2 separate regions of the Mus musculus genome follow, and region 1 is linked to region 2. The links are chromatin contacts, called in public Hi-C maps. All regions are on one chromosome and are shown on one strand. The core of a region is the stretch at or near the end of the contact, and the rest is flanking DNA. Distances in the headings are between cores, read along the strand shown.

Region 1 (6,068 bases), core at 2,292-4,791, 300 kb after region 2:
TGTGGCCCACTACAAGGAGACCCCAGGTCCATAGCTACTTTTGAACCATCTGGCTCAGTTGCCTGTTACACTGCCACGTCAGCCAAGCACAGGGCCTCCAGCAGACACAGTTTAGCGAGTTCACAGCTCAGTGATTCTCTAGATGAATTATCTGCACTCTAGTGCCAGATTTTCCCCAAAACCAGCTGCAGGTGGCTTCTCCTGGTTGCCATCTGTCTTGTCAATAGGACATGATATATAGATCACCATTTTTCCCCTCTGGTACCCACCAGCTGGGCTGTAGTATGTAGTAGTTGTGTAGTAGTTAGTAACTGATCTCTCTCTCTCTCTCTCTCTCTCTCTCTCTCTCTCTCTCTCTCTCGCTCTCTCTCTTCAGTCTGTGTCTTGACCAAACCTTAATGAAGGAAGGATTTGCTCTGGCTCAGTCTATGGTCCATCACTGGAGAAAGGCTGGAGTGTGAGGTAGCTAGCCACATCCTGTCTTTAGTCAAGAAGAAGAGAGAGATGAATGCTAGTCCTGTGTGTTTGCTTTCTTTCTGTCTCTTTTTATTAGTCTTAGGTCCCCAGTTCACAGGATGGTGGCATCTAAATTCAGTGTACGTCTTTCTCAGTTAGATCTCTGTGGAAACATCCTAGCAGGGCACCTCCCCCCAACCCCCAGGTAACTCTCAATCTAGTGACATTGGTATCGGCATTAACCAGTGCATACCCCTGGGTCCTTCCCTACCTCTGCATTCCATTCCAAACTTTCTCATTGGTTCAAAACTTCATAGTCTTTGTGACTCTTTTTAAGCCTAACCTCCTTTGCTCTGCCTGTCACATACACAATTCAAGGTTGGAATGCTGTTTTGTCTATGGGGTTGGGGGAGAACAGTAGAATTCTACCTCCTGAGTGAGACCAGCTTCTGTTGCCCTAAGGTTTTCCAGGAACCTCAGGAGACACTTTTGAGTTATTGATTGCCTGTCTTGGACAAGAAGCCTAGAAGAGAAGCCAGAGAGCACAGAGCAAAGGCTTTTGGAAGTGACCAAAGGTGTGGAGAATCACTCTCAGACACAAATATATGCAAACACACACACACACACACAAACACACACACACACACATACACACCCACACACACATGCTACTCAGCAGGCTGCCCTTTGATTTGTGCTTCCAGATACCACACTCCAAAACCTCCAACCAGAATGTGTTCAAGCCTCAAGGATCACACTCACCAGGTTACCAAAAATACAGGGTGCACTGACAGCTCGGGAGAAAGTCAAAGACTAACCACATCTTTGTCTGTATCCTAACTTGGACGGACTCTTTAAAAGGGGAGAAGGTAACTGAACATTGAACATTGGCTGGAATTAATGCACATGTTTTAGAAGTGATCATGGGACTTGGTTCTTTCTTTAAAAGTCCCATCATCCTCCACAGCTTGAAATATTTATGGGTGAAATGATAGGATATGGGAGATTATCTTGGAGACCGTCCAGAGGTGGGAGAGAGGCAGGGTATAGCTGGGAGGAAACTGAGCTCGGTTTGCCAATAGTTGGCGCCCATGACTGGACTGAGGAACCTGGCAACAAGATACTGCTCTTACCACTCTGATACCTGTTTGGAGCTTCCCATGATGAACAGGATCTTTTTTTTTTTTTTTTTTTTTAAGGGAAGAAGTAAAAAGTCTCAGCCCAGGAAGACTCCAGACTGAAACATTCCCACTCTCTCCAAGACTGTCTCAGAAGCAAGGAACAGTGCTTCCTGCTTCCCAGGACAAGCAGCTGATAAGGTCACCGTATTCATGGTCTACTAGCTATAGACTTCCTGAGAGGTGGGGTTACCTGAAGCTGTGTGGATTTGTCACATAGCCTGGGCATCCCCTTGAGTGCCCTCCCCAGCCTCTAGACTGCACTATGTCCAGCAAATATGTTTGGCTGGCTAGAAAAATGAATGGCAAACTCCTAGCCCTTTGGGTACCATTTGCAGACATAATTCTTCAATATATAAGACAAAAGTCTACCTCTGTTGCTTCCTTGCTGTGTGGCTTGGAGCAAGAATCTTAACCTCTCTGATTCTCCTCTCATATAAATCATACTGGTAAATCGCCTCCTGGCTGCTGGCTTTCCTCATAGCTTTAGTTGCTGTTCCCTGGGAAGAGCAGATATGCACTGGTGGGAACCACCAAGGCAACTCCCTGGGTGTCCCTAAAGGCCCTCAGCTTCAAAGGTGCCAGCAATGTCAACCTTGGTACCTACTTCCTGGTGTTCCATGGTGGCACTGCACAAAGACTTCAGGTCCTGGGCAAGTTTCATCTCCAAGGTTCTTGTAGTGGAAAGCATCAGCCAGTGTCATTATAAAGCAAATATGTTAACATTTCAGACTAACCTACTACCAAACCAAACCAGAGAGGGGTATTGGGGACCCAGGGCTGCTGCAGGAAGCAGGGTGCCTGACCACAGTAGACAGAAGTTTCATCTACTGCAGGAAGAAGATCCAGTCTGGCTGCAGTGGCTTTGACAAGCAGGTCTGCCAGCTGATGCCTCACACAAGACCATGGTACAGCCCTGAGCAGAGGACAGCCTATATAAAGTCAGTCCTCCAGAGCCCCTCCAACCTCAGTCTCTACAGTGTATAACACCTGTCTATACCTACCACTGACGATGCTTGCAAGGACCCTGAATGGACCTTAGGATCCTGTGGAAAGGCCAGAAAAGCTGTGGCTGAATAGCCTCTGAACAGGCTTGCAACTGTCCCTCACTGGTGTCCCTGACTCCTCCAAAAAGCTCGGCAGAGGACAACTGAAGGCCAAGCTGAGTCCAGTTTCCTGGCCTAGAATAGCCTAGCAGAAGGAACGGGCTCAGAAAGCTGGAGAGAGCCATCATTACCTATCATAGCCTGGTTCCGGAACACCCGGGCTGAGTGGAGGTGCTGAGCTCTGAGAGATGGATCAAGCTAGGCCTGGAGGGATTAAAGAAGGAACACAGGCCAACACCACAGCTCTGCTGGTAAAGCCATTTGCTGCCAAGCCTGTGACTCATCCCTGAGACCCACTGTCCCTGACCTCCATGCCTACCCACCACCCCACTGGACACACACACACACACACACACACACACACACACACACGCACGCACGCACACACACACACACACTAAATAAAAATCTAATTTGAAAGAAAAAATATAAATAACATGCTAAAGATGCCTTATCGTGTCCAGGGAGTTCATGCTCTACAAACAAAGGCCATAGGGAGGGGCAGGCTCTTGGGAAAGTCAACTCAGGTGTGAGGGTAACTATCGATCATTCCCCTATCATTCCCCACAGCAGCCCAAGTCCCCAAGCTCCAGCCAAAAGCCACCCTCCCCAGAGCTGCCTCTGGCAATGGTGAGACCGGATCTGGGCATAAAATGTCCTAGGAAATGACAGCCACATTTGAGCAGGAAATGAGTTAAGGGATTTAAGGGGATGATAGAAAATAGTCTGCAGACCTTGGACCCTGAGACTCCCCAAACTTCACACTTTTCCAAGCCGGCGCCAACACCAAGCTAAACTGAAGAACGCCTCCGCCCTCTAGTGGACAGAATGGCCATAGTCCTGGTGGTTCCAGGTGCCCTCTTCCTTCAGTGTGATAGAGAGGACCCAGAAAAGGACAAGCAAGAATAAAACTGTGGACCATTGTCTCCGGCCCCTATTCCCTTCCCTCGTTCTTCCTCACCAGTCCCCCATTTTCCCACTGATCAGACATCCACCCTTCCCAGCTTGCTCGTTTGCTCCCACATAAAACTCACTCTGTGAATGAATAAAGGAGCTTAAAATGGGAGCCTCACCTGGAGAAACTCGGTTTCAACTGGCAGAGCCTGGGCTCAAAGTCAAGTTCCCATACAGTGGGCACCAAAGAGGTATTTCCGGGTGGCTGGGAGGCACTTAGGTCCTCGCCATAGACTTCAGAAATCATTTGCACTTCGTTTTCCGATAGGACAAGGGTGGGTGGACCAAAGTGAGGAATAAGACAGACCCTGAGCTCCGTGATAGGCTTTGGAATCCCCAGGGCACCAGGGAATGGACCGGTCCCGCCCCTCACTTTCTGCAGTCCCTGCAGACATTCCTGCCTAAGGGTCCCTAGACAGCAGGTGCCCTGTAGCCACTGGAATCTCCAGCTTCCCGCAGACTTCCAGCTGCCCGAGCAAAGCCCTCTGCCACGCTCCATGCCTCAGCCCTGTCTCTTGTCTTTCGCTGTCCCGGCTTCATCTGAGGCCATCCTGGGGTCTGGTAGTATGTGACAAGCAACATGTTCGCCCTAGTTGTCTGGACAGCCTCGGCCACTCCTTCCCTTCCCTTCCCTTCCCTTCCCTTCCCTTCCCTTCCCTTCCCTCCCCTCCCCTCCCCTCCCCTCCCCTCCCCTCCCCTCCCCTCCCCTCCCCTCCCCTCCCCTCCCCTCCCCTCCCCTCCCCTCCCCTCCCCTCTCCTTTCCTTTCCTTTCCTTTCCTTTCTTTCCTTTTTTAATTACCTACATCGTGGCTTAGAACCCGCTGATGAAGTTCTATCACCACCTAGTGGTCAGATCCAAAATGTGTGGCATGGCCACACCCAGCGTTTTGGTACAGGACCACCTGATCGAAGAAAATGAAAATTAATGTATGCCTTTAAGACAGGATGGGGGGGGGGGGAATCCCAAAGCCTGTTTATGCAGAGGTTGAACCAGTGCCTGTCAAATGATGGCAGAGGAAGGAGTGGGCAGGCAGAAGAAAACTTAGTTTGCCAGGTATTCTCTTCGGAGACAGCACCCTGAGCTAACATTTATGACGCTGCCATCATAAGCCAGGCTGGGGTGCATCCGGCGTGTTCACGCTAACGTGTTGTCACCTGCTAGGTGAAGACGGAGCATCAGAAAACAGGTTCAAGATCCAGTGGCTGCTGAGTGTGGAGCTGGGACTTGAACCCAGGAAGTCTTAACCAGGTTCCGCGACTGAGTAGCAACGCTTTGGTCACCTGGGCACAATATCATGCAAACAAAGACATCAAAGGCAAAGCTAACTGTAGATGGGCTGTGTCTCCAGATTCTAATGCCAATTTCTATGGGTCCAACTTTTTGTCGACACCTTAGGCTCCGTGCCAAAAGAAAACAATTAGAAAGACACCAGTGCTCTTCCCTTGGCGGCCATCTTTTCTTCCCCGAGATCCCAATGGTGAGACTGGCTCTTCTCACCTGCAGCGGTGAGGCTAGGGTTCCCCCTCACACAGCCACAGCTGCACCCCTTTTGCCCTGGCTGGGTCCTGACATGGGGCATCATGTTTTGGAAATAATAATTTTCTTCTTCCTAGTGCATCTCCATCCTTACTCCTTCCTCGCCCTGCACCCGAGATGAGACTTAACATACTAGTCCTGAAATCCAAACACACACACACACACACACACACACACACACACACACCACACACACACACACACACACACACACACACACACACCACACACACACACACACACACACACCACACACACACACACACACACACACACACACACACACACCACACACACACACACACACACACACACACCACACACACACACACACACACCACACAACACACACACACACACCACACACCACACACACACACACACACACACACACACCACACACACACACACACACACCACACAACACACACACACACACCACACACCACACACACACACACACACCACACACCACACACACACACACACACACACACACACACACACACACACACACACACACACGATGCAGGAGGCAAGGTTGAAGAAAGCTGTGGGTCAGCCTCCTAGCTGTAGCTGCTAGCTCCCCTGAGGAAGTTGAAGAGTTTCCTCAAACCCCGCCTCCACTTTGTCTGTACAATGGGAAGCGGCTGGTCCTGCCTGCACAGCTGGCAGGTCTGTGACTGGCTGTTCATTTGTGCTCAGTGTTTTATAAACAGCTCACTGCAAAGGGCAAACTGCTCCATCTACAAACTCAAAGGGCTGCTGTCCTCCATTTTTAAAAGCGTGTGCATCCAGAGACACCACTGTTTTCAGAAAACAAGTGCACAAGCTCCG
Region 2 (5,716 bases), core at 1,141-3,640:
ATCCATCTATAATTGTAATATCATTTGTTTTCAAATGTTAACACATGTAAGAATCAACAGAGGCATGTGATAAAATCCCACCCACAGAGCACACTTCCCTTTGTCCATTATTAAAACCATACTACACGAGAGGGGAGATGACTCATTGGGTAAAGTGAGTCTGGATCCCCAGCAAACATGTAGAAAATCCAGGTATGAGAGCACATGCCCAGAACCCTAACTTGAGAGTTCAGAGACAGGTAGTTCCTGGACCCTCAGTGGCCAGCCAGTTGACTTGGAACTGCAATATGCAGAGAGACCAAGGCTCAAAATCCAAGGTGGGGAAACCACTTAGGAACACAGCCCAAAGTCAGCCTCTGGTTTCCATGTATACCTACACAACCAAGCATACTACTCCCCAAAGATGCATGTATATGTATGTATCTGTGTGTGTGTATACACACACACACACACACACACACACACACACATATATATATATATCCATATATATGTGTGTGCATAAGTGTGTGTGTATGTGTGTGTTGTGTATTGTTATACATATATTAACACATATACAAACAGAAACACACACACACACACACACGCATAGCCATACTATTTTTGAGAATGAGAAGGACTCTGAGTTGATGAGTGTAAACTGGTCCATGCAGCCAGTTTATCAGGGCTTCTCCTGCACAAATTATAACTCAGTGGCCTGTGCTGAAGCGGAGGTGCCTGGTTTTCAATAAGGCATCCCCAATTCAACCAGAAAGGAGTGGTCTGTGGGCTACACTTCTGACTTAGTAAAAGCAGAAGATGGTAGAAAACTCCCCATTTGGAAGGTGGAAGCAAAGAGCCTAGGGAGTGGTCGGTCTCCATGAGACTTAGCTGCAGTTTGATGCTTGCTGCATTTTCAAATGAGGGGCCAGTGAGCAGGAAAGGTGGGAAACACATTCTTATTGCTAATCTCACACTTTCCTTTTTCCACACTCCTCACAAAAGTAATTTCTCAGCTCCACTTGATTACACAGTACTTGATGGTCTTCAAGTAGATGCCTAAAGGCAACTGATAATTAATGAGGTGCATAGAAGCACTGTGATGAGCAATGAATGTATGCTGAAAATATGAATATTTATGAAAATATGCTAATGAGCCTTAGCACCCCAAACTAAAAGCACACATCCCGAGGGTTTCCTTCTTGTTTATTATTTTACAGTCAGGTGATGGATAATGAGTTCACTCGGGGCTACCTTCTCATGTTATGAGCCCTGGGGTCTCTGCTGTACCTACTTCAATGGCTGTTTGAGGCCCCATCAAAGGAGGCAGTTTCCAGGAGCAGAATTAGCTAGTGGGATTTACATTGTATTTCTGTAAGTCACAATCACAACATGGTTATATATATCTCTACACAATACAATGTTCAAGAAGTGTGGTGTGTGTGTGTGTGTGTGTGTGTGTGTGTGTGTGTGTGTGTGTGTGTTTAATTGGCCAACTCTTTTCTGTCCAGGATATAAGTGACCTTGGGGACCTGCAAAGGTCACCACATATGTTATATTCTATGCCTTTTCCTCCAAGGGAGCAGACTTCAGTATTTAGAGCCTGCATAGTTGAAGCTGATGCCTAGGTTTGAATCCTGGCTTTACCATTTGTCTTTGTATCCCAGAGCTTTATATGTGTGTACCCCAATTTCCTCCTTTGTAAAAGAAGGGTGACAATCACATTTATGTCATGAGGTTTAATAACTAATAAGCGAATACTCAAGATGTGCTTAGGAGAATGCCTGTTGTGTAGTAAGAACAATGAATATGCACATGTGGTTCATAAATCCTGGCCTCCAAGGAAAAGAGCCTCCTCCATACAGGAAGCAGGCTTAGGGAACTTTGGTCCTCAGTTCTCTGTGAACTGCTTGCTATGTTTCCATTGTGCTATTAAAGCTGCGTGTCAGCTTCCTCATTCACACACCAACACATGCATGTATATGTGTTTGTACACACATACACAGGGCAGGGGGAGGGAGACTACGTAGCTCAGCATTAACTTTTGTTGTAGCCTGTGCCATGAGATTATCTGTTAGTTGATGTTTGATAAGAAATAAAGGAAAGAGTTAAAAAGAAAATGGATTTACCCAGGGAGTTTCCGAGTCCTCATATGGAGTGGATCAGAATGATAAGCCTACCAGTTCCTATTGACACTTATCACAAGAATTGGGTATGTTACTAGCAGCTGTGCCCTGGCTCTTCAGATTCTGTGAGGGAGCAGAGTGAAGCCCGACCTTTCACCTCTTCCTAGTCATTTACCTTTGTCATCAGGAGGGAGGAAAACTTTGCTTCTCCCCCCACCCTGCCCGAGTCATTCTGTGCTGAGACTCACAGGCACCTTTATTTTTGGCTCCCAGCAGCTGCTCTGGGCAGAAAATGCCTGCCAAGCATTCCGCATTGCATCCAGGCAGCTTGAGCTCATGCTCTGCTGAGCTTACATTCTCAGGAAGAGTTAACACAAGGGGACCACAGCATGGCATCCCCTGATGTGTGGAAAGGGTATTCCCAAGGGAGATTAGAGCCTCTCTAGTAATTACAGTCTCTTCTCCTTGGCATAACTTCACAGTTTCGAACTTCTTACACATCCATGATTTCATTTGCAACTTTCAGTAACCTCGAGAGGAAGTCATGACAAGGAGTAGAGTACAATTTTACAAATGACGGCGCTGCAGATAAGAGAGAGGCCAGCCTGTGACTCATGCCAGAATCTGGTCTCTTTTAGATTTTTAGACTTATAAGCATTCCCACAAATAATGCGTTACATTCACACATTGCTTTGATGCCTGTTCCTGGCTAATACAGAAGTGGATGCTCACAGTCATCTATTGGATGGAACACAGGGCCCCCGATGAAGGAGCTAAAGAAAGTACCCAAGGAGCTAAAGGGATCTGCAACCCTATAGGAGGAACAACAATATGAACTAACCAGTACCCCCAGAGTTTGTGTCTCTAGTTGCATATGTAGCAGAGGATGGCCTAGTAGGCCATTAGTGGGAGGAGAGGCCCTTGGTCTTGCAAAGATTATATGCCCCAGTACAGGGGAATGCCAGGGCCAAGAAGCAGGAGTGGGTGGGCTGGGAAGCAGGGTGAGGGGAGGGTATAAGGGACTTTCGGGATAGCATTTGAATTGTAAACGAAGAAAATATCTACTTAAAAAAAAAGGAAATATTAACATAAGCAGAGTCGTCTTTATTTCCAGGAAAGTCTCGTGAGTTAAATGGAGAAGTGTTTTGTTTGACACCAGGTCAGTTACATGACAGTAACAAACACGCCCTGCATGCTCAAACATTCACTTGCTTTCATTTCTTATTCTCTTAATCAGAGTCAGATTATCCTGGGTGATGGTTTTTCTCCCATGTGGTAACTTGGTCGTTCAGTTCTCTTCCATGTCATAATTTCATTTCATATTACATCTTTTTTTCATTTAAAAATATGGTTTTCTTCCTAGTAGCCAAGGAGCTAATGAGCAACAGATGACTGCTCGGGAAACGGGCTCAGTTTCTGGATGCAGTCCCTGAGAAAGCCCCATGCTTCAGTAGATGGCCAGGAAACCCATGCACACACTAACACATTGAGTAGACTCGTGGTATCAATGTCCTGGAAGGACGGCTTCATGACCAGGCCTGCCAATAAATCACATCATTTCTCCTCTCATAAAATTTGTCAGAACCCAATCAGGACCTCAACCTGAATAAAACTGAATGTACTCAAGAAGACTCAACAAAAAAGACCTTGATGAAAACAAAGAATTCTTTCTACAGCCTTAAATTCCATTCATACATGGTCCCAGTTGCCTGTGGGGAGGGAGAGAATTTGATGTTTAAACATTATTGACACGGTGACACGTCTCTGGTATCAACAACATGAATGCAGCAAAACAAAAAACAAACAAACAAACAAACAAACAAACAGAACTATTTCCCAGACAAAGCTAAATGAGATTGTTCTAAATCATCATGGGTGATCAGTTCAGAGGGGATGCAGGCAGGAGGGTAGGATCCCATAGGCATCACAGAGACCCAAGGGGAAACACTACTTACTCGTTTTTCTCATCTTTATCTATAAATGATCTGAGTAGACTTCTAATAATGAAGAATATGCAAAAATAAATCAGTAACAATAGCATCGCATACTCACATAAAGGTGGATAAATTGAGCAGTGAAATAGCTCTGCTGGATACGGAGGATGAATTAACCACGAACACTAAGCTAGGTGCACACTGGAATCTAAAATAGAAAGAACACTGGGGAAAGAACATTCTGAGCTCTTCTTGTACTCAGTTGTGTAAACTGAACTGGGTATATGGAGCCAACAAGTTGCTATATGTAAGACCTTTACAGTCATTTTTAACTCATTGATCACATTTTTGGTGTGTGGTGCCCATAAATTAGAGATTTTGCATAGGCCCGTGCAGGGTGCAGGGATAGATTCTATACATACATTGCATTGCTATTTGAGCCCAGCTAATATAGCCATTTATGTGGAGGAAAGTGGAGGTGTTCACTGAAAGGCCATAAGCATCATTAGGGGCCAAGGCTAGCCTCCAATTCAGCCCTATCTGACTCTCAAATCTGTGCTCTTTTGTAAAATGATAGATCTTCTTTTGTCACACAAAAGGAAGGATGTAGTTAAATAGGCACAAGAAAAAATAGGTAGTCATACTCTGGTTTTATTAAAAGAAAAAAGTTGATGTCTAAATGAGTTTCAAAGTCACCAAGCCCACAACTTTCTTTGCTGCTACTTCAGAGCAAAGACTAAGGTCACCTCTGGAGAAGCCAAGAAGCTTGCACCATGCCCTTGAGAGGGAGGAGGGCTTTAAAGACAATGGAAGAAAAGGATGCAGGTCACCCAACTGAGACTCTGTGGTAGACTGCAGAGTAAGGAGGTACCAGAGATGAGCTGCAGATTCCAGACTTCTGTTATCAGATTGGCCTGAACTGAACATAAAGGCCAAAGCAGTGACAAAGAGTTAATTTTCATTTATAAAAGCACTAGGCACCTTGAAGGAAGGACAACATGTAGTCTGACATTTGTATTCTTCGCCACCATGGCTCATCACACAGATCATTGTCTGCCCTTGTTACTTTTGCTAATGGCACCGATGCATCTCAGTATTGCTGCATTAAACTGCATCTCATTAATTAATGACTTTTTCCAGGCTGTGCCCACTGCATAGACTCAAGGCTAATGGTACAGCCTTTCCTAAAGCTAGTGACAGGCATCCTGGCCAGGGGTGGGCATTTGATGAACCCCTGTTCTGTACCTTCTTTGCAGATACCTGAAAATACTATAGATGCCTAGGACAGATAGAAGAAATATGATCCAAGCATTGTTCACTAGGTCAATTTGTGACCTGCACAGGGCTCGGCTACTATAACTCCAATGCCTTAACAACCTAGTTCCATTTATAGTTAACTGTGAATGACTGAATAAAGTATAAACTTTTCTGCCAGGTATTTGATTTAGAAACTGTGGTTGAAATAAAACGTACCTTCTGACATGAGGACAACCCAGTAGCTTCTTGCAACGTGTGTGGTGATAGATTGTTCCACATCTGTTATTTAACTTACATACAACCAGCAAAGCACACTGGAGGGTTACCACCTTGATTTGCAATGGTAAGCTCACAAGATCTTTATAAAATGCATAATCGAAATGGAGAGCTGAAAAGAATAAAAGCACAGTGAAGGGATAA

What was found. A called contact is a pair of places that touch in the nucleus more often than the background predicts.
Region 1: a contact with region 2 is called in a Hi-C map of cortical neurons, with 3 times the contacts expected there. The contact joins two enhancer-like sites. A contact is called at or near these places in 1 of 15 datasets of contacts at CTCF or cohesin (the NIH/3T3 cell line) and 5 of 484 Hi-C or Micro-C datasets (the C2C12 cell line, cerebral cortex, cortical neurons and 1 more).

The regions. Positions count from the first base shown.
Region 1 is chr19:55,057,585-55,063,652 of GRCm38.p6, forward strand. No RefSeq gene overlaps it. Among named protein-coding and RNA genes, the nearest start is that of Gpam, 39 kb to the right of the region's middle. Within about 2 kb of position 3,542, at least 37 of the 459 cell types and tissues checked have an H3K27ac peak or open chromatin away from gene starts, as enhancers often do. A contact at or near this core is called in cortical neurons, where this site is marked.
Region 2 is chr19:54,754,446-54,760,161 of GRCm38.p6, forward strand. Gm41867 (a long non-coding RNA gene) reads right to left here. Exons shown (of 3, transcript XR_877928.2): 2 at 5,513-5,684; 3 at 4,158-4,247. Among named protein-coding and RNA genes, the nearest start is that of Gm41867, 3.7 kb to the right of the region's middle. Within about 2 kb of position 2,391, at least 20 of the 459 cell types and tissues checked have an H3K27ac peak or open chromatin away from gene starts, as enhancers often do. A contact at or near this core is called in cortical neurons, where this site is marked.